Linked DNA regions of Mus musculus: region 1 is linked to region 2. Evidence: chromatin contacts called from public Hi-C data. All regions are on one chromosome and are shown on one strand. Each heading gives the region's core, a stretch centred on a gene start, on an enhancer-like site or on the middle of the called end of the contact. The rest is flanking DNA. Distances are from core to core; before and after follow the strand shown.

Region 1 (4,763 bases), core at 306-2,805, 300 kb after region 2:
TTTGCCATTGTCAGGCTGACCTTATGACGCTCTCTGGTAGCTGGGTTCACCTGCTAACTTCACATAGAGTCTTTTAAAAGAATCTCCTGGGTTGAGAATGAAGCTCAGTAACAGAGAACTTACCTAGCATACCCATGGCCCTGGGCCCAATCCACAGTATGATAAATAGAGTTTTAAAATCAAGTATAAATTCTGTAAAATGTCCTTATTAGGTATAAAGAACCATATAGTATCATGTAATTGCGAAATTATCATAAAATGGGGAATCTTTATATCCCTTGTCGAGTACCTCCAAGACTTGGCTACTGGTCGGGATCCTGTGGTTCAAGCCATTCCTGGTACTGTACTTTTCCCTTGATGTGACAGGTACCACACTAGACCAGTAGCTGTCCATCCCTTTCATATTTGTCTGTCATACCAAGTGAGTGTTCCTGAGCCCCTGACTCACCAGGGGACACAGAAAACCTGGCAACATCTCCCTCAAGATTAGAGGGGAAAAGAATCTAAGGGAATCTTCCTCTGTGTGTACTCTAGAACATTTGTGTTTAAAAGGAAGAAAGTCAATAGTGACATCAGGCTAAGGTGTTTACTGATGCAGAAGCCAGGGTACACGGACGATGTGATAACGGTTCGATTGGGAGTGATCCTCTCCAGGCAGAGCAGCTGGGAGACAAAGGTCGCTGTCTACACGATGATTCATTCATTTTATCTAGGAAGCCACCGAAGAGCTAGCTGTCCACTAAGGCCTAGCCACGGAAGCATGACGAGGAAAATGGCTAAATATATTATTTTAATAAATCTTTACAACAGACATATTAGTTAGTCAGTTTACCAATGAGAAAGTGTGAGCCCAGAAAAGATCTACAATGGGCCCAAAATTGTGCAGCTCAGAGAGGGGCAGAGACAGAAAATGAGCATCTATTTCCCTGAGTGTAAGAACCACATTTTCCCACGAGACCATCCTTCCGTGAAAAGTTAGAGTTCACAGCTAATTAATTCATCCTTCATGTTGAAGGCATGGGTGCAGCATGAACATCATGAGCACGTACAATTTTGAAATAAGTACATAGAGAACCATGTCTGTCTGTGTCGAGTGGGCAACATGAGCTACGATTTTCATGTACATCTATTCTTACCAAATGATAGTGAGCAAAGAAAGGGGCAAGACTCACTATCCAGGACAGTGGGCAAAATACTTGCCAATTATTTTAGGTAGAGGCAGGTATGATTCCAGTCAGCTTATAGCTGCACTGTTTTCTGGGCAGCTAGTCCACAGCACATGAAGCTCCCTCCTAAGTGAAAGGCAAATGACTGCCCTCAACCTTCCTAAGACATATGGGGCTGTTTCTTACCTACCTCGGCCTTTTCAGCTACCTCCTCCTCGGGCTTTCAAGAGTTGGCTCTGTGAATAGAGCTGCATTCATGGCAAGCCACTTACCATACTGTCAACCATGTAGCACCAGTCAGGAGGACAGTGGGACACACTGTACTACCCACAGACTCCGTATTTGTGACTCATTTGCTTGCTAGGGTTTACTTGCCACCCCCCCTCCCAGTGGGAGTCTCTTGCGAGTCTGTGCAAAGCACGGAAAACTGAGGTCACTGCTGCTCAGGCTCCGGGTGCCAGCAGCCTGACTCCATCCTCACACCGGAAACGGTGTCCTCTGCGGGGTCTGTTCAGTGTCGTGTTTACACATCTGTGCACTGTCGATGAGTCAGTCTGCTGTTTGAAGCAGCTCCAGGCACAGTTGTGAGGTGCCTTTGCTCCCCAAAGCAAGGAGATGATGACGTGCCTCACAGAAACCATCCTTAGGCTAGATAAGTGCCATCCAAACAAGGTATGGTGCTCTGGACCGTAGTCCAGTGTAAACAAGCCAGCAGAACTCATTGAATGAGGTGTCCCTAAACAGATGCACACACTATTAAGACTATGTATCAACTGGCTGATAAAAATGCTGGCATGAGAGGCTTATGAGAATCTTCACATTTCTCTCCTCTGCTATTAGATAGTTCAATGACTTTGTGGGACTTGCTATTTTGCAAATAGCAAGAAGCGATTACAGGGAAAATCTACATATCCTTATTGTCATTTCTGTGACTAATACCCTGCTAGGCGTCCCCCCCCCCAAAGGCAATTAAGACCATCTGGGAAACTTGGACATAGTTTGTTGTCTAAGCCCTGCACATCCTCTGCGTCTGGATTTCTATCTCTTCCATGATGCACCTCCTTCCCCATCTCCTGGCTGTTGATTCCAAACCCCTCCCAGGCCCCCAGCAGCCCATATCAAAAGCCAGCTCCAGAAGTCGGTGCCTATGCCTACCCTGGGGTCACAAAACCGTTTTATCATCCACATTTGCTCTTGTCATTATCTGAAATTAACATTTATCTGTTCTGGACTTTATTATCTGACTCCTACTTTGTTGACTGTTTGACAGTGACCCTACCCCACCTATAAGGGAAATTCTGCGAGTAGGAGGTGCTTAGTCAATATTTGCTGACTTTACCAACACTATCCTTTCCTGGCATCTCTTTCTCCTTTGACCCCAGGTCCGGCCACAATCATTTAGTTCCCTGCCCAGGAGTTTAAGAATCCTTGAATCATTTAATAAGAACTTTGAAGGTGTGCCCACTGGTGTCTCTTGACTCCATCATGATTTGTTTCCTGGGAAGTAACAGAATTCAGGGTTAGGGAGTTTGTCCCTCTAAGTCACTGTAACTGCTTTTAAAAGAGGATTAGCTCCTAGTGTTGCTCTGCTGAAAACCTGCGTATCACTGGGCTGATTGATGGCCACTCCATATAACACATTCCCGCATCATGACCAACTTGGGGCACCCACCTTCTCCCGTCACACACACTCAAGCCTGGCTGAGCTCCGAGTAGCTGGCAGATGAATAATGGTGTCTGAAATTTTTCTGTTGGTTTTGCTAATGTTCTTTAAAAAGGGCCAGCAATTTACAACACAGAGTCTCCATGGAGGGAAGTTGTGGAAGAGGAAGGTTTGGGTCATCTATGACCATCCTGGATTGTTGACTACAGGCACATGGAGGTAACCCCATGTATGGGGTTCTGGTTTGACTTCCATGTACCTTAAGGCCAGGATATATACAGTGATCTATTTATAACACCAATCTTAATCAGAATGCACCTGTGATAGAAAGAAAGAATGGAAGAAAGGAAGAAAAGAAGGAAGGGAAAAAAGGAAAAGTCTTTACCCAAGCCTGTCTTCACATGGTGTCTAGGCAACTGTTGATGCAAACTAGCTCAACAAACAGCAGGCAGCCAGACAACCAAGTAAAGGAGAGGTCTTCATGGCTAGTCAAACAAAGAGGACCTTTGCAGAGTGGAAAAACATCATGACTTTCACACCAGCCAGAGATATCACACAGACATGCAACCTCGTCAGGAGGAAAACCAGAGGGCTGCGTGTGTGTGTGTGTGTGTGTGTGTGCGCGCGTGTGCGCGCGCGCTTGAGGTGCAAGCTTAAAGAATAAACAAAGCTGTTCTGGTGAGTCACAGGGTAAAAAACTCTTCACTCTTCATGGAGAGAAGATTCCATCCAAGAGGCCCCTGCTGGGGTTCTGCTATTTTCAGCCTCCACAGAATAACCAGAGTTCTGCCCTTTGACCCTGAGGTGCTAGACAGTATCTATTATATTTACATAGAAAGGATAAGCAAGATGATGGTTGAAATCCATCCACAGTGTTGAATGATTCTAGGAGGTGGAGTGGAGTAGCACTTGGTGACATCATGTCCCAATTGCGTATTATTTTTCCTAAAGAGAAAAGGCTACACAGTGCTCAGGATATAACTGGCAGATCACAGATACCCTTCCGGCCTGCAAAGTCAACAGCTGCCCAGCAGAGGTGGAAGCAGCAGCAGCTGCAGGCAGGGGTCATCTCTCAAGAGCCTGCTCTCCCTGAAAGGTCTTCAGCTCACTGCTTTCAGGAAACTTTCAGCAGGTGGGAAGGTTTTATACAGGAGCAGCCAGGAGCAGCAGGCAGGTTGCTACCCCCCCCCCCCCCCCCCCGCAGGCACCTCGTGCTTACATCCAAACATTGGAGGAGCACCCCTGGTTTTAAAATGGATCATTTAGTCTGGAGTGCTTATAACTCAGCAGTCAAAAACTTGTCCAGAATACATTAGGTTTGGGATCCCCAGCACCATAGAAGAAACAGAGAGGGAGAAGGAGGGGGGAGAGAGGAAGATAGAAACAGAGACACAGAGACATCAGAGAGAGGGAGAGAGACAGAGAGAAAGAGAGAGTTTTCTCAAAACAGATTGTTTTGTTTGGCCAAGCTCTGTAGGTCTCTCATGGGTGAATGTTATTCTTAAAACTGAGAAAGGAGTCTGGAATGTCTCTGCCTTCTTTGGCCATGCGTGAGGAGAAAGGCAAGAAGTCTGGAAAGCAGGGTGATCGATTGCTCCCGTTTGCCCTCTACTTTCCTGGTATACCCCACAGTCCTAGACACCCAGGCACAGTCCTTTAGCCTCCAGAGGGGGAGAGGAAAGGCTGCAGATTTCCTCAGCACTGTCACTTGGCACTCCTGTGTCAGCAGAACTCAGCTGCAGGACGCTCTGCTCCAGGGGAGCTGCTCTGCCGTGCAACCTCACCCTGCCCCTCTGCAGGAACCAGGGAGGCTGGGATCTTAGTTAGCATTAAACGAATTTCTCCAACTTTCTGGTCCTCCCACATACCTTCTTGAGACTTTTCATGTATCCCAGGCTGGCCCTTAAACTTCCTATGCAGCCTGAGGCAACCTC
Region 2 (4,237 bases), core at 458-2,957:
TCTTCACATCAGATTCATTCCTCAAATAACCTTCTTACAACAATGAATCAGTTTTGCTCAATGGAAGCTTGATTTATAAGGATAACTCCCCACACACCCAAAATCCTTCACTAATTCTTGCCAACTTTACACCTGTAAACTCATCTTAGCAAGCATGTTTCTCTCAGCTCAGACACAATTATTTCTTAACCTCTATGGCAAGAGCTGCTCTAATTGTCTCTATGTCCCCAACAGCATCGACCCTCATGATGTTCCCTCCACACTGCAGGCAGCATAATATATTCTACTTAGATAGCGCAGTGCGAACCTGCAAATCCCTGATGACTTCCAGCCTGCGTCCAAGGAAGTGGAAGCCTGACTTCCACTGTCTAGCTCTAACTCTCCTCCCAAGTAATGCATCTTACTAAGCTCTCACCTAGGCTTATGTGCTGCTGCTGTTTCTGTCTAAATGGTTGTCTCCCTGTATCTCACATCGCACCCTTTGCCCTAGAAGAGTCCTAAAAGATTCAATCAGTGCCCACATCTCTCAGAAAGCCCATTATCTGGCTCTCTCTCTCTCTCTCTCTCTCTCTCTCTCTCTCTCTCTCTCTCTCTCTCCCTCCCTCCCTCCCTCCTTCTCTTCCTCCTCCTCCTCTTCCCCCTCTCCCTCTCTCCCTCCCTCCCCCCCTCCCTCCCTCCCTCCCTCCTTTTCCTCATCCTCCTTTTGTGGACTAGAGAGTACAACTCAGACCCTAGTTCTAAACTGTCTAGAATAATGGGGAACTCCCCCAACCCCACTTTTCCATTTCATGCGTTAAGACTCTGGCTCCCAAACCCACTCCACTGACAGAATAAAGTACAGTATACCGAAGAATCTTGGAGACTCTTTGTCCTTATTGACACATTAAGAAGAAACTGCTGTATAATGAGGGGAGACAGACCTCATTTGTCAATCCTAGGTGAATCCCTGGGAGATTCGGTGAACCTAGGAGAGTTCAAGGTGCTCTCTGAAACAACTCACAAAACTCACTTCTCTTGGCGATCTGGAGCCTCCTTCCCGAAATGTTGGTTTACATCTGAAATTAATCTGCCATTTGAAGAGAAAAGTATGTTAATGTTAGTGACGAGCAACAGGTTGAAGAGAGCTACCTGAGACCAGAAAGCAACCAATAGTGGTAGACATGAAGGCTATAAACCAAGCCCAGGAAGAATAAGGAATCCGTTCTAGCCTGCTCCTACTCTCCCGAAGCATCTCACTAGACGATCCACAGAGGTACAGTGCCATTTCACACCTCCAGTCGGCAGTCCTGCATTCTCATCCATGCAGTCTAACTTCAAACAAACAAACAAAAACGTTCTTAGCCCATGAATCTGGAAAAATGGAGACCAAAGTCACAGGTAAAGTACATGGCAGCTGAAGTCATCCGGGTAAGTTGGGTTTTTTTTTTTTTTTTTTTTGCTTTTTTTTTTAAAGTAGAAAATATAAACCTGAGAAGTCCTAACTGCTGTGATAACCATTCAAACACACGCACAGATATTCCCTGTAAAAGGACTCAGCACTGCCTTGCTCTGTGGATGAGAAGTGTCCTCGTGAGCTCTTTTGCTCCTGTATAAAGTGAAGTAGAGTGCAGACGAGAAAAATCTAGTCCAAGTGTTAGGCATGGCTGTGAGATATAGGTTGACAGCAGCTGGAGGTGCTGGCGAAGCTAAGCAAACATTGTACAAAGCTAAAATAGTCCCACCGTGATTGCCAAGGGCAGCGCACGAATATAGATCCCACTCAGTGTCTCGCCTGGACACGGAGGAGGAATTATAAATGAGAGCAGCAAGCAGCTCTCTCGCAGAGCTCTGCCCTTCCCCCCAGATGGTAAATGAATAGACAGTTCAGAATCCACTTCTGGAGACAAGACACCACCCTTGGGATGCCACTCCTGGCTTAGCCACACATTTCATGCTGCACCAGCAAAAACTGCTGCCCGTGAGGTCTGCAGCAGCATCTGGGAGCTGCTTTCGGCTGGCTTGGCTAACTCTCCCTTCGAGCTCCTTTAGGAATATGTGAACTCACCGAGAGAAACATATGGAAGCTACAATCTTAAAAGGCTTATTGTAAGTGTTGCCAAGCTTTCCCAAAGTTCAATGCAACATAATATCAAATTAAACCCAGGAAAACAAGACCATGGCTGACCTTTATATATTGTCTTTTCATTGTTATTCTGGTAAGTCATCCTGAACTCAACAATTTTTGGTTTTGTTTTTTAAAAAGTTAGACATTGACACCAGATCTTGGTAAGTGACCGAAGCCAACACACTCGCCAGCAGGTGGCGCTCGCTTACCTTCTCTAGTTGCTCAATGCAGGCTGTGTGGACCACGATTTTGCAGACGGCACACTTCCTCCTGAGAGCGGATTTCTACAACATTCAATTCAAAATACAGGAGAGAAGTGTTAGCAAGCTGTTCTGGAGACTTCCCTGGAATGAACGCGAGACTCCTTAAATTAAGCAAAATTGTAAGTGCTTCTGTTACTAAGCAAATTGAAAACCCCTAAACATGTCAAGGTAACTACCCACAGGCACACCAGTGGCCTAGACAGGCTTCTTCGCAATATAACAGCAATACCTGTTACAAAGAGGGCTTATAACATAAACCAAGGTCTTTAGTCTGTTACACCAGTTTTAAGTGCTACGCCTGAACAACGCAAGCACTGTCCTTACGTTTTCAAACTTTTTCACACATTCCAACTTCACTCTTGAGGGACAGAGTCAATATTCTTATGTACAAAACAAGCATTCCACCCATACTCTCGGAGGCTGCATCTCCATGACTGGTTGCTTTAAGCTTCTGTTCTAGGCACAAATCTCGTCGGTGCTATTTGGGTTTCTACCCAAATCTTCAGGAGCGAGATTACAAGTCGGGATTCACACCCAGGAAGCAACAATAACAAACCACTAGCAACAAGGACAGCGTGGGCCACTGGTTAGAATACAGGTCTTGCTCTATGCCCTGACAGGCACATCACAGATGGTCATTCACTTAACCTTTACAGCCTTGTGAAGTAGGGATAGCCCTTATCTATCCCTGCTTCACAGGTAAGAAAACCCACACGCAGCCAGTGACCGGTCCAAGATCGCCCCATTAGGGCACAGCACACCCAATGTGTCTGGCTCCTAAGTGCCATCAAATTTAGCCTTGATTTTGGGCACGCGTTTAAATTCACAGAGAAAAGCTTTCTGGGGTCTATGTTATCTCCAATGATTAAACACTCGAACATGGTGCACGTAGAGAGATGACCGTATGGGCTTCTGATGTCACTCCTGCCAGCATCGCCTAGGGATGTGCAGAGGCCTCTACAAGGACAGGCCTGAGCAAGAGCTGCCTGCCGGGATAATTCTGTTGGATGGTAGTAACTACCACAGCAGCAAATGCAGCATGTAGTGTGTGAGGATCTTAAACTTTCTAAAGACTGTAAACAGTTACTTTCTTCAACAGGCTCTTCTTCAAACCAGTGCTTGCCTCCCTTAGGTGATGAATTGGAACCACATAACAAATCATTTAATGGGTTAGCTGTTATTTTTCATGCTAAGACACAGCTGTTTTGAACCTAGCATCATACACATAAATATACATATATGCATACATATATATATTAATAAACTAAATATTACCAAATAAATATTAAATATTATAATAAATATTACACCAAACCTATTTTGAGCACAAAAACTCATAATAACAGAGATTATCAAAGAGCCCACATGGGAAAGGCTGGGAGTGCTTGTGCATTTGGAAGGTGTCAGTGTAGACTGCTGGCAACCTGTGACTGATGGCTGGCTTCCCTGAGGAAGGACAGTGGAGCCCAGTGGATCACACCTAACACTTCTGTAGAGACAGGGCCCTGGAGGGACAGACAGCCCTGGGGATGCTGGGGAAGGTAGAAGAAAAGAAACTGTCACTTTTTATTTCCTCTGTGGACCCATCATCCAAGTCTAGACATCAGTCTCTGTGGATAGCATTGATAACTAAGTCACCAGCTTCCAGCCGAGTGCACAGAACACCTCAGCAACAACACTGTGTGTCTGTGAGCTCTTAATGTGTGATCCCCCTCTTGGCATTGGTCTTCCTAACATGATGTAGAACAGTAAGTATGTTTGGCAACTAATTTTTCAGACAACGAAAGATAAGGAAAATCAGAACCTAAGGCTATCGCTCCAAGTGTCTTCCTCTACATCCAAAACCAGAAGGAGGGCTAGGGAGGAAGAG

The links. A called contact is a pair of places that touch in the nucleus more often than the background predicts.
Region 1: a Hi-C map of cerebral cortex shows a contact between it and region 2, with 2.1 times the contacts expected there. The contact joins two enhancer-like sites. A contact is called at or near these places in 1 of 484 Hi-C or Micro-C datasets (cerebral cortex) and 6 of 115 datasets of contacts at active chromatin or transcription factors (differentiating embryonic stem cells, embryonic stem cells, epiblast stem cells and 2 more).

Annotation. Positions count from the first base shown.
Region 1 is chr6:37,397,541-37,402,303 of GRCm38.p6, forward strand. The region is part of intron 1 of Creb3l2 (cAMP responsive element binding protein 3-like 2); the gene reads right to left. Among named protein-coding and RNA genes, the nearest start is that of Gm33275, 18 kb to the right of the region's middle. Within about 2 kb of position 1,556, at least 85 of the 459 cell types and tissues checked have an H3K27ac peak or open chromatin away from gene starts, as enhancers often do. A contact at or near this core is called in cerebral cortex, where this site is marked.
Region 2 is chr6:37,095,239-37,099,475 of GRCm38.p6, forward strand. It overlaps Dgki (diacylglycerol kinase, iota), which reads right to left. Exons shown (of 34, transcript NM_001081206.2): 4 at 2,314-2,388; 5 at 1,010-1,066. Among named protein-coding and RNA genes, the nearest start is that of Gm52857, 190 kb to the left of the region's middle. Within about 2 kb of position 1,708, at least 39 of the 459 cell types and tissues checked have an H3K27ac peak or open chromatin away from gene starts, as enhancers often do. A contact at or near this core is called in cerebral cortex, where this site is marked.